Linked DNA regions of Drosophila melanogaster: region 2 is linked to region 1. A link is a contact called in public Hi-C data. All regions are on one chromosome and are shown on one strand. Each heading gives the region's core, a stretch centred on a gene start, on an enhancer-like site or on the middle of the called end of the contact. The rest is flanking DNA. Distances are from core to core; before and after follow the strand shown. Region 1 holds the start of CG31688. Region 2 holds the start of CG31678.

Region 1 (6,857 bases), core at 2,747-5,246:
AGCGGAATAAGATGGATGCGATGGAAATGAGGTGGTGGCTAAAAAAAAAATTGAAGAGCGCTTTTCCAGCTGCCACCCCACGATTAACTGACATTTGAGCCTCGGATTCCGGATAATCACTTGTGAGGGCCGCCAGAAAAGTGCCAGGATATGCTAAATGGCCAAAGTGGAACCTTAGCAGCGAAAACTTGGTAACCGATATGATTTTGGAAGGAAGGCAGTGCCCCAAACATAATTAGCTCGAACATTTCGATAGCAATGAGGTAATAGAAAATCATTGAAATCACTCACTTTGCATGTGACATAATCCCACTGAGAAGTGCGCCAGCTCCGGCATCTGTCGGAGTATCTCCTCGGTGACCAGGTGGACGCCGCGGTGCTGCGGCCTCAGGTTGATCTTGCGCTGAAACCAGGCGGAGCCGATCTGCAGGCCCACGATTGCATTGCCATCCGCTCCGGCACCGGCGACAGCGCCACCTCCACCGCGTCCGCCGCCACCGCGATGGTTGGCAGAGGCCATGGTGCTGTTGGAGCTGCTGCTCCGGATGTTGCTGTTCCGGCTGACGCTCTGCTTGACCCCGCCTCCACCGCTGCCGCCGCCGCCGCCTCCTCCTCCGCCGGCGCTGCCAGCTCCACCGCTGCCACTGGTCGCTTTCGTTGTGCCGGCGTGTGGATTACCGCTGCTACTGCGACGTCGCTGGCCGCTTCGTCCGCCGCTCCTCTGGTGGCCTGGAGCAGTTCCTGATACCGCACCCGCTCCCGAACCTTGTCCCGATCCCGAACCTGCAGCGGCGGCAGCAGCAGCAGCGGCGGCGGCGGCTGTGGACGTCGATGGTTTTGTGGACGACGTTGTGGCTTCTCCGCTACCCGGACGCACTCACAGGCTCACGCTCACGCACACGCAGACGCACACTTGGCACACTTAAAGCACTGAGCACACTGGCAGGATTCAAGGACTCGAGGACGAACGCTCGACTCCCACAAGTTGTTGACTTTTGCACTGGTTTTCACACCGGATTGGATTTCACTTTTGGCCTTTCGACCTTTTTTCCGGCTTAATTTATTCTGTTATTGCCACTTGTATACGTTATCAGCAACTGCAAAACAAAAGAGAGAGAGATATATATAGAGAATTATTGGTTAGATATTGTACCATGGTATTGGACAGGTATCATCATACAATACTTATACTAAAGCACATAGCAGTTTACGAAAGAGAACTTAAATATATATATATATCTATTCTAAGTAGTTAAGCTATTTTAAGTACAGAAAAGGGTTGAAAAATCAAAATAAATAAGTGTGCAAGTCTTTGGCGAACAAGTGCTATTAATCATACACGGTTGTAAGTATCCAAGCGTTAATAAGCAACTAAATGGAAGTGGTCTTAGTGGTCTTTACTGACCAGTCAGCCCCAAGGGCGATCATCTCATCTCCCTAAACAACCTTTTATGGCTCCACAGACCATGGACTAGCTCACATAAATCAAATATTAGTGCTTGGGCGGCTGCTGCAGTTTGGCTGTGTGGAATCATCCCATATTGTGGGTAGTTGCCACTAGAGTACCACCACCCAGAGTACGAGCACTGGAGCGCCCACAATCAACAAGTTTTTAATTGCCAAGTGCAAACAGCAAACAAGATTGTTATGGTTATCAATGAGCCAGAGGTAGTAGAGGTGACCCTTCCAACATTTGGTCACGGGCCATAATAGCGTGCTTTGATTGTATTGCTCCAAATGGCTGGTTGATTTGGCTGGCATTTTGTACATTAAACAAAATGTGTATTTATGTAAGTTAATAATTTAAGCCAAAAGTAGAGAAGTATTTATGGTGAAAAACAACGAAGATATGATTTATTTTCTAATATTTTCAATTAATATTCCCACTCTTCCTATAGCAGCTATATGTTATATTCGTCCGATTTTAATCCAATTCATTTTTGATTTTTTCTTTTTATTTTTAAACAATTTTTGGTAAAGTTTCATTAAGATATTGTAGTTTTAAGAGGGAGAGACTTGATTGCGTTGAAACGGACGAACTTACGGACGGACAACAGATGGACATGCCTATATCCTGTTGATCAAGGATAAATGTAGCTAAATGTAGGCTTAAAAAATTCACCCTTTTGATTTTGGATCGTATAGCTTAAGCAAACTGTTGTTTCAAGGAACATCCGCAGAAGGAGTCGCACGGCAGCGACAGTCGGAAAGTGGAGTAAAATTTGAAGCGGCATAATGAGCACGTGTCGCCCAAGTGGGCCAAAAGGGGGCGGGGCAAGGGGCAGTTGGGTGGTTGGGTGTTTGGGCGGCTTTTGAGGGGTGACAAGGACATGGAACTGTTGGGCCGGGAAAGCGTTCGTGCGAAATGGAAACAGCAGCTAGGAAAAGACACGAGACGGCGCAGGATAGACAACCGTTGCATTACAGACACATGGCATCAAGGAAAACACTGTTTACGAATCCCTCTTCCTCCACACACACACACACTCACTCACACACACGCAGCTCCCAAGTTGAGTGCACTCACATAACGAAGCAATCGAAATGCATTTGAATCGGGGAAAACGGAGAAGGCGTGGAAAATGGGAGCACGGAGATGGAAGCCACAGCTGCTGCAAAGGAAAACCACGACGAGTGTGAGTGATTTCGGGTGTCGGCATTTGGGTAAGCAGTAAAACACTAAAAACGAGGAAGTGCAAAAAGAAAAGGCCCAGGCCCACAGACCCCCGAAAAAAGAAGGGTTACCCCTTACCACAAAAACGATTTGCACGACACTAAAGGCGCTGGAAGCCCGAAGAAAGGCCGCCAAATAGAGATGAGCCCCGGGCGAAGCTAAGTTGTTACCATATCGGGATTTGGCAGGCATTCTTCAGAATTTTTGTTAAAAGAATTGAAATTAGATTCCAGAGAAGACGGGTGGCATTGGTTGGTTCAGATGCCTTGATTTGTATTTACTTAAAATATAAACTGAAAAGAACAAGATTCGCAATCAAACTACCAGTTAAAATATATAACATATGGTTATTTTGATATTTAAGAATAAACTGTCTTAAATAGAAAGGGGTTTTAAATATAATATATTTGGAAAGAGATTAGTTCGCTCTCATCTCTGGCAGACCAAACAGGGAACTGGGAAACCGAAGGCGTGTCATCTGGTTCACAGCAGCAACTAAAACAACCACAACAACTACAGATACAGGAGGAGCCGAGGAAGAAGAACAAGAACCACGGGGGGGAGGGGGGATGCACGTTGAGGACGCGGCCAGGTAAAGGTCCTTTATTCCTTTTACGGGGCCACTGTTCAAATTTGCATATGCTTTAAATATTTAATGTAATTCAAAAAGAGGAGACAGCAGCGCCAACAAGAATCTGGCAATTGGACAAAGCCCGGCCGGGCATAATCCAATTGGACTGGAAAACAGAGCCCGCTCTCCCATTGGATTTCCCAACAAAAGGAAAGAAAGAACACATGAAGTCGTCGCGTTTTTTGGCAAAAAATCAATTCTCCACGTGATGGCCAAGCGCAGTTTTTTTGGCGATTTACAGAGCGGGAAAAGCGGGGCAAGCCGGGAGTGCTTCCCATTTGATCAACGCCTCAACCTCAACGCATTTCTGGCTTCGTTTTTGGGGCTGCTAATTATTGACATAACAAATGTGGTGGAGCTTCTACCACGCTCTCCGCACAAACACACGCGCAGCAACACAATGAATATTCCGATGACAGCACACGCGAAATTCCCTAAAACAAGAGGAGCGAGAACAGCCGCGATTTTGGGTAGCACGGGGTTTTCGGCGCTTTGTTGACAGGAAAATTGGGAATCGAAGCACGTAGGTATAAAACTTAAATGCACTTAATTACATTTAATTTGCGAGACTGCTGCGCTGCCTTTGTTGTATTTTACGACTGATTTCAACCGCATTCACTGACTTGTGGGGAGAGTAAACTTTATAGAGCCCACGACATCCGACGTCGAACACACAGCGCTGTCACTTTGGTTCGACGCGTTCGTTCGAGTTGGCACTGAACATCTGATTGGATCCCGAGGTGAAGTGTGCGAGGCAACGGCACGATGCTGCTCGTTTGGGTCGCCCGTAAGCGACGCTTGCGTTAGAGGAGCACAGATATAGGGTCCGTACCACGAAATTCACCTTCGCGCGCTTTTCACAATCTTTTCGGTATTTAATTTAAACATCGTAAGCCGTGCGGTATTTTTAATTAGCTAAAGTTTAGTAACGAAACTTAACAGCAAGCTAACTTCAATTAGGAAATATTTTTATATTCTCGTAAATGATTTCAGTTCCACAAATTGTTTCGATTTCAAAAATAATTTGCATCATATTGACTATAATTAAAAGAGTATGCATTTTCTTTTTTAATATTTTGTTTTTATGCCTTAACACACAATTTTTACAGTAATTATCTTCCTATGATGTGACGTCACGTCATACCCATACACACACGTTCTCCATTCGTGGACACCAACACAAGCGAAGAGTACATTCACGTTTTTCATTCAAACATTACTCGAACAGCCTTCTTGGTTCGACGCCACTCTGCGAAAAGTGCGAAATACAGAGAAAATTGCCCTAGACGCCTATTTTAAACTTGTTATTGCCGCAGAAATGTATTCCAAATTAAAGTGGATTCCATCAAAAATTAGTCGTAAAATTGCATGCTATTAAGCTAAGGTATAAGATCAAGTGAAAAATCCAGTGTTTGACTAGTGGAATTGTAAATTTATTTTTAATTTTAAAGTTCAGTTGCAAATTAAACGAATTGTTTAAAAGCATTTAACCATGAAAACGCTTATAATCAAGAGCAATACTTAAAAAACACATTATCTACACCAAAGTCCATTAGGCCAAATAAAATCGCATAGCATGTCCAACTTGAGTAGTAGTTTAATATTTTTAAGTAATCCCTAGTTGAAATCAGCATAGGTGGCATTATTGAACAGAATTAATGAAATATAAAATCTTTCACTTCTACTACTTAATTCTTTAGTTAAAACACATTATATACTATAACAATATAGAAGATTATTTCCATTTACAAAATCAGAAAGCTTAAGCAACAAAAAGGTACCACATTTTTCTAATTTACATTTAGGTTTAGTATTCTATTTTTAAGCCCACATATAAACTGTAATCAAGCACTTACAAATAAAAGAGTTGGATATTATATATTATATGCCTGGTTCTGCTGGTTAAACCGAACTTTGTTGGCCTTCTGATAAGCAAAAACCTATCGAAACTATCGTGGACTTTGCGATAATTTTGCAATGCATTTAAAATTCAAGAAAAATCAAAATAATGCAACTTAAATAATGGTAAATACTCAATAATTAGACCTCACGAGGAGGAAACCGCATTGCATGGCTAGCTACACCCCTTCGAAGCGCTACCAATCGAATATCGATTATTTGGCGGCGATAGGCGTGCAACGTTTGGCGGTCAAAACAAAAGCGCTCGTATGTGCATTCTATGGGTTTTGATTGGCTTTATGTTTGGCGTGTGTGGCTCGAACAAACGAAAAGCGGTGCTTACTTTGCTGATTTGGTGATTAATATTGATTTGTGGATAATATGCGTCTAATTGCAGTGGCGCTTGCAGGTAGGTGCTGGAGATTCTTGGACTTTGATCTTTGTCTGAATCTGTATCTGAATCTGAATCGCTATCTAAATCTGAATCTGAGTCAGATTTGTGGGGATTCACAGCGTGGGTGGGCGCGAAGTAGGCTGGTGGAGGTGCTGACGCTGCTGCTGCTGCCCGGGAATATAGCTATTGCCAACCCCGGATTCGCCGGAGTTGGTGCCGGAAGCGGAGACGGAATCGGTTATGGAATCGGTCTTGGAACTGGAGCCGGAGTCGAGATCTCTGGGCATTTTGGGGCCTAAGTTGTTGCCTTCCTCTTGCGGGCAAACAACGAAGTGGCAACAAAAACAAGAACTACGAATCGCCTCCGAATATAACGTCTGTCGTTACACTCGTTACTCGTATTCGTTTTCCTTTTCTTTTTCCTCTTTTTTTTATGTGGCCAATTCACAGAATGTACATTTTTTACACCTTTCACACACACCCACGCACTTTACGCACACGCTCGCACATTTTGGCCCGATTTTTCGCACACAGCAAGTTGAGCAATTTGTTGTACTTTCTGATTTATTTTATACGCGACTATTGGAGGTGCATATGCATATGCATATGCATATATGTATGTATGTATGTACATATAGGTTTTTACTCGACCCTCTTCGATTTTCGTTCAACAGATTTCTGATTGGGAATTTTTCAGCTGCACGACGTTACCGTTACCAAATGGGCGACTCCTCCCATTCGGAGCCACATGGGCACAGTTCTGCTGCATGGGGCACGCTTTTTTCACAGCTACACAGCGACTCCTTGCGAAGGGGCGTGTCGGGGTCTTCCGGGGGGCTGCGGGCCCAATTCTTATGGCCTTTCGCCTTGTCTCTGCCTCGTTTTTCAATAAAACTTCATGGCCCTATTACATATGTACTCCGCACACTCACACACACTCGGAACTGGCACTCACTAGCACACACACACTGGCACTGGCCCGAGCCCGACTCAATTCGATTTCGCCTCGATTCGATCCGAAGGATAATGCCACAGCGCGGATATATGATCCATCCGATTCGCAATATAATCGCCCCTCGGTTTCGATTTTCCCCCAGTGTTCCTCTGCTTGGGTTGGCTGCGCTCTGCTTTTTTCAGCAACTACTTTCTAAATTTTCTCTGCATGCCTTTTCTGCGACGAGCGCCACCGATGTGCCACCGAACGAGAGCCTGAACTGAAACTGATTCGGGATAGCACACAGCACACATTTTGTTGAATG
Region 2 (6,857 bases), core at 1,825-4,324, 250 kb before region 1:
TGTATAGACAGTTAAATAACAATAACTAAATAACTATAATCGGAAATTTAATTTTATTTCAGCATGATAAAATAAATAATTTAATGACCTACAGAAATCTTACTCTTTCACGATATTCAGCCAAGTTTCAATAGGAATATATGTAGTTGCTTTACAAATTCAGATATAAAAAAGTAAACATTTATTGTTAACTTACAAAGTAAAGGCAAATAAAATATTCTTGCACTTTCATGATATGCCCGTCTAACTACTTTCCAGACTTCCGTTGGTAATGCCCAGTTTGCTAAGCAAACTTATTATATCGCTGTTCGTTCTCATGACAGCCATAACTTCCTGTTGCTGCTGCTGCATGACCCTTAGCCGATTCCGCTCCTCTATCTTGGCCAGCTGATTATTGTTGTTTATGGTCTTTGTGTCCACATCCAGCTTCAGCTCCGACTTAACGTGATACAACTCATCGCGTATTCCGTTCAACTTTCTTTCGCAATCGCGCACGTCCTTCTCCAAAATTTGAGTTTTAAGGTAGACGGTCTGAGCCAACTTATACCAGTCCGCCAGGCACTCTGCGATTTGTGCCACTGTCGGATTTACGTTATCCAAAAGCAAGGCCTTTATCCGTTTGCCATTGTGATCCACTTTAATCTTCTCCAGGGCATGAAACTGTTCGTCGTTGTAGGTCAGTGTGCGCGTTGCACGATCCCGGAGCAAGTGCTGCCAGGAGTCCCGCAGCCTTTCTACCAGATACTTGGCCTGGGCACTGGCTCTGGTCTTGCAAGGACACTTCTTTCCGTGCATGGAGGAGGTCCATTGATCGCTGGATAAGAAATCGATTGGAATTATAACTTAATCCAAGCATATTTCCAACAAAACCTACTTAAGTTCGTCATCTATCACAAAATGTTTGTGCATCTGCGAGATCACATCCGCGGCTCCATCAAAGTCGCTTTTGACATTTTCCAAGGCAGTCAGCAGGGTCTTTATCTCCTGATCTCCTTTAGTCTAAAAGAATACCAATGCGATTATACCAAGGAGTTATCCACAGGGAGACCTAGCCACTTACCACTCTGGCCATGCTGTGCACCACATCTGCATAATCAATCACAGTGGAAAGCAAGTTGTCAAAACTCTCAGTTTTTCTGAAATTTAATTAACTTATTATTTGATAATAAAGTTTCTCCTCCTTTTACTTACTTCAATAGTAGAGTTATTGTGGTCACTAGCATCTCTATGAAGTGCTCCACTCCCTTCTTAATAAGGATATCCATGGAAGTAAAGATGTCCACGCGTCTTTTGCATTCATGGCCAACGCTGCAAGCGGACTTTGCCAGACTGGCGTCGTTCTCCACTGAAACATTGGGAGGGAACACTGGGAACTTGGGGAGATCTAATTGCTGGGGCAACTGAACATTGTTGTCGTCGTTGCTGTAGAGGAATATTGGCTGATCTGTTGTGGTGGCAGGGAATGCTTTAGCTGGAATGTATAAATTGTTTTTCAATTACCATTATATTTAAAAGGCACTGACTCACCTATCGTTCGTGGAGTAACCTTCTTCTCCAGATGCTCGTTGTTGAACAAAAGGATCTGCTTCTCCAGCGGCACCTCTGTTTGCAGGAAAATACGCTCTCGGAAGTTGTCAATTTGCTCGTCTGGCTCTAGGAACACTTCCACCGAACTAGTCCGATTGGTGAAGAACACATGAATGACACGCTTGCGGAGGATGAGCGTCACCTCGTGGAAGAAACGATCGAAAGACCAGGTCTTTTCCCTATTCTCCTCGAGAAGTCCAGCTAGAAGAGGCGTCACCAGGGTTTTCAGTCCCTGCGAGAGATGGGCGTGCGGTGGCAACGTGGTGGACCATTCAATTGGTCCATTCTCGGACAGCTGAGTGCCGGAAATCACCCCAGAAGCCTTTTTGGTAGTGATTTGGTGCATGGTCTCTCGGTTTTTCCTTCCACCAAAAGGTCTAAAAGGCAGATTTCCGGTGGCCACATGGTAGAGCGTGACCCCAATCGACCACAAATCCACATTGGCGGTGAACGATCGCTGGATTGACTTCCTCAGCACAGCGCGCTCGTAGAGATCGGGATGAAGATACTCTTCTGTGCCGTATAGAGAGGCAAACGGCTGATTATCCTCCAGTTCTCTAGCAGCACCGAAATCAGTAAGCTTGTATATGGTTTGCCCGTCCTCCGAGATGAACTTCATTATGTTTCCGGGCTTCAGATCGCGATGCACCAGCTTGTTATCCCGCAAGTGCTTCATTCCGGCGCACAAGTGTTCCAAGACCAGCAGGAACTCGTGTTCCGGCAGACCGTACGAGTTCTCAGGATCGTCCAGGATGTTAAAGAGACTTCCGCCTGTGCAGAGCTCCATCACGATCACCTTACCACGCCCCTCTTGATCCTCCTCGATCGCCAACAGCTTTACTATATTCTCGTGGTTGACCTTTTTCAGGGCCTCGAACTCCCGCATCTGCACATCAGCCGGTCGCATGTGACTGTAGGGATTAAAGGTCTTCACCGCCACCGATTCGCCGGTGATCTTGTTGACCCCCTAAAAGACAAGGAAAATACGAAAGGAAAGTGAGTCAGGTGGGAAATTCGGAACACCGTTAAGCACACTAACCTGGAACACGGAACCGGTGGCTCCCTTTCCCAGGACGCTGGTGGTGCACCACACATAGCTCACGGAACCGCGCAGGAAGGACATTTCGCGGCTGTTTTCCTCCTATTTTTTATTTTTTGATATAACTCCAAGCGCCTTCTCGATTGTGACAAACAAAAACACTGGTAAGGAAGGTCTATCGATAATACGATAACACTGCAAAACAACATGTTTATTTTGGAACTATCAATAAAATATATAATTATTCTATTTAGATTGTCTGTTTTATTACGTACACACACAATTGTATTAAACATATCTGCTAGGGAAATATTATAACCCGTTTCATGTTCTTTGTTAACCAGTGCAGTCGATAGAAAGTACTGTGACTGCTTCCCACAATAGCTGCTACTTCGATAGCTGCCTATCGCGTGCACGGGCACCTCCAGTTTTTTGTTATTTTACGTGCGCGTTGACATTTTTGCAGCGCTTTTTGATTTATTATTATTATTTTAACTAAATCACAATGGAGCTGGCCGCATGCTAAACCCGAGATCGATATCGAGTGAAAAAATATCACCGAATCCATGTCAAAAGCTCTGGCCCGACGGTACACGTACTTTTTGGCGAACGCGGGCCTCGCCTGTTCGCAAAAATAGTATAGTAAATTAGCGAATTGGGCACTAGCCACGGTTAAGTTAAGTCAAAGCGACTAAAACGATGCACATGCGGCTGCACTTGGTGCGCTTTATGTTCATAAATCTGCTGCTGAGGTGAGCTGACACAGATACCATCCATGCCTATATGGAGCGATTTCTAAGTGGATTTTCCGATTGCAGCTGCTGTTTCTGGTTGTACGACAATGTGGCAGCTGCAGACTCACAAATCCCAAGCAGGGCTGGCGACTCAGCCAAGGATGCAGCTCGGAAAACCCACATAGAGCCCGAGGAACCGGCGGCGCCTCCAAGGCCGGAACCTCCACCCCCGCCACTCCACAACGGAGCTGGAGTTTTGTTGCCCTCTGCACAGGAGGGCGTGCCCATCGTTGCCACATCCTCCTCCTCCTCCTTCGCCGAAGTGCCCCAAACTGGCAATCGGCCAATATCTGGGGACACGTCAGTGCCTGTAAAGGAGCTGCCCGCGCTATCTGACCAGCAGCGGACCAAAAGCCATAGTGAATATATTAGTGAAATCGATTTAGCCGCTGATGTGGGTGGCGCGTCCTCATCCACCGCCCAAGTGCCAAATAATCAATTAAATTATAATAAGCGTAGCAGTGCCGGTAAAGTGCATAGATTTAGTGAATCGCAGCAATTAGACCAACCAAAGCAATTGGAGCAGGAGGAGCCGGCGACGGGGCAGCCGAAAGCGCCGGAGCTGCAGGAACCACCACAACTACCGCAGGCGGAAGAAAGGTGAGTGGTTTATTGATCCCACACTCGCGGTCAATGTTGTAGTGGTTATGCAGGATTTATAAGAATACCTTTAGCTTGGAATTTATATAATATTATTGTTGTGGATAAGTGAGTTATATATTTTTGGAAAAGATAATTTTATTTTGGAGATCTATTATAATAATTTAGTTTGAAACCTTTTTACTTCAAAGTTCACCGCTGCCGTTTGTACACCTAGTTACATGTATGTGCACACTTCATGGGGTTTTCGCTGATAAGTTCTTGTGACGCACTGACGTGCCTTTCTATTTGTGTTTCCACGGGAAGTATTTCCCGCTGGCGTAATTTTTGTCATTAGTATGAAAGTATTTTTCAATCGACGTGACTTATTTACTTGAACTTGAACATGAAAGAGGGCTACAACAAAGGCCAATGCTAACTTATTTAAAAGGGAAAGAAGGAAACTGACGAAAAATACAGGGGCTTAATGTGTGAGGCATATAAAAAAGGCAAAAAGTGTACTGCATCGCTGATATGCAATTACCCATCCCATGAAGGAGCACAGCCTTGAGCCAAAGAGATTAGCCAGTACGGAAACTAAGAATAATAACTAAATACATGGTCATATGTACATAGATGAAATTCCCAGGCGAACGCAGTCATCTCAAAACTCGCGCTGTTATCAGCTGAATTAAGGCTATAGTGTTTTATATAGGGGCTCTTAGTCCCCCAATGACCCTTATCAGTACTCGGGGCTTGTTGTTGTCACGTCTTGAGGTGGTGGGCACGATTTAGGTTCGCTCACATGCTGCAGCCCACCAACAGCTGGATGAGATCAAAGATGCCTTTCACTCACTAGCTTGTTGGCAAGGTCATCGCAAAATGTTTAGCTGGCGCTTTGCTTTTGTTGCCTATAAATAGAACTGTCCAATAACATGATTATCGATGGGATACGATGCTATCCACCACACCAGATGCGTGAGACATCCGAGCGTTTTCCAACATTTTCCCCGGCATTTCCCAGAGTTTTGTTTACTTACTTGCACGCGAGTGTGCCACGTCGTTAATCTTTGTGGCTGCGACTGCAATTTGTTTTGCTCGTACGCCATGCATAGTATAACGTAGTAACCACATTCACTTGTTTTCGTTTCATTGATAGAGCTGGCTGGCTATTGATTAAGTGCAATAATTGCAGCGAGCTACGTAACTGGCATCTATTCTTAGATGTTCTCTGGCGCCACACACTTTCATGGGTGCTATCTTATCAAGTTTCAGATTTCGATCTGCTCACAGATATCTCATATTTTTTCTTTGTTAATTACTTTGCAGTTCTAGAATGCTTTTCCTCGAGATATATGATTGATTTTGTCTCGAGACGATTGGTTATTGAACGGAATGCGCTATTGGTTTATACACATGTAATGACTGCCCAAAACGTTGTCTCTGGAAATTCCTTTCGCCAATTTAGGTGCTTATATAGCCCTGGGTTTATTGCGTTTTAGCAGTTAAACCGACATGTGCTAAAGTATTTCAAATATAACTCATTCGCGGGCATTTCGTAACCGGGGGCCAAACTATATGTGAATTATATACGAAACTGTCTCTGTCCAGACCCAACGCCACTTCCATACCGACCGAAACCGATTCCAATTGCAATCGCAATCCAGCTCCAGCTCCAGTGCTCCGGCGATCTCCCACGCGTTGTCTTGTCACAATGCCTTTTGCTGGTAATTTGCTTTACAGTTTTTCAATTTATTTTCCCCTCCGTGAGTGTATGTACTTTCTAAATGCCTCCTCCGCCAGTCAGTCTGAGCCTATCTACTGCTGGCCGGCCGGCCGGTCATTTCATTCATCCCAAAAAAGTGGAAAAAATGAGTTGCACAAGTGGCAAACAAACATAAGATTAGACGCAGGCCACCTCTTCGATTTGGAGACTGAAATATACCCGCCATTTAGTGTACTTTAGTGCCTTCAAATAATAATGATGTACAAAAACAAAAAGTTACAACTCCTTAAGATTTATTATTGTACAATTTGTACTTGAAAGACGTCGCAGGAGTTCTCCATTTCCACCAGAGTTTCCTTCAAGTGTAGCATTTCTCTACCACTACGTGGTGTCCAGTCGCGGACTCGCTTGGTCGCAGATCCTTTAAAGGCCTCGTTGAGCACATTTGCATATCGTTGGCCTCTCGGATTTTAGTGCGCCGCTCTATCGCGGGTGGTAAAAGTGTTAAATGGCATCGAATCAGAGCCTGGCTTCGATTTGATGTCATGTTTGTGTCTGGCTGGCCCCGTAAATGGCTTTATCAGTACGAAGTTACTTTCATTTTTTGCATTTTCCGCGAACAGTTTTCGCCAGCACCTCCTGACAGACAGACAGACAGACAGGCAGACAGACCGACATAAATATGTTTTCCAGCCGCGGCGGTAGCACGCAGCCGACAGAATCAAAATCCATTTTGGCCTTCCAGACATCTCACACATTTGCTGCTGGAGACTGTAGATACATATGAACATATAGTATGTGCACTTGTGCATGGTTTGCATTTGGCAGGTGATCGGCGGCGAATCTTTCGCCGGCCGGGGAATTACTTTCACTTTCGACGCGAAGGACTCTCTAAAGAGATTTTACCATTTGGGCTTTCAAATGCATCATGATCTCGTTGAACAGCGTAATCACACTTGGCAAACCCATTATTATGTGTGTACTTACATACGTACGTACGCCCAGTTACACAGCGGGAAGTTGCCCACCATCATCATCAATAGCCTGTTCTCATGCCATCTGGTAGTTGTGTTTTAATTATGCCATTTTGACCAGTTGGAAATATGTACATGTAGTTTCCGAATTTTACATT

Evidence for each region. A called contact is a pair of places that touch in the nucleus more often than the background predicts.
Region 2: a Hi-C map of the Kc167 cell line shows a contact between it and region 1, with 2.5 times the contacts expected there. The contact joins the promoter of CG31678 here to the promoter of CG31688 in region 1. A contact is called at or near these places in 3 of 107 Hi-C or Micro-C datasets (the Clone 8 cell line, the Kc167 cell line and the ML-DmBG3-c2 cell line) and 2 of 6 datasets of contacts at active chromatin or transcription factors (both in the Kc167 cell line).

Annotation. Positions count from the first base shown.
Region 1 is chr2L:20,426,164-20,433,020 of dm6, reverse strand. CG31688 reads right to left here and starts at 3,996. Exons shown (of 5, transcript NM_001273696.2): 1 at 3,860-3,996; 2 at 292-1,097. The coding sequence starts at 520.
Region 2 is chr2L:20,672,158-20,679,014 of dm6, reverse strand. It overlaps CG31678, which reads left to right and starts at 3,074. Exons shown (of 6, transcript NM_165336.3): 1 at 3,074-3,378; 2 at 3,445-4,020. The coding sequence starts at 3,326. IKKepsilon (I-kappaB kinase epsilon) reads right to left here and starts at 2,970. Exons shown (of 7, transcript NM_136204.3): 1 at 2,902-2,970; 2 at 2,627-2,821; 3 at 1,528-2,554; 4 at 1,192-1,471; 5 at 1,061-1,136; 6 at 875-999; 7 at 36-814. The coding sequence starts at 2,710. The coding sequence ends at 244. Cen (Centrocortin) reads left to right here. Exons shown (of 2, transcript NM_136205.4): 2 at 1-94.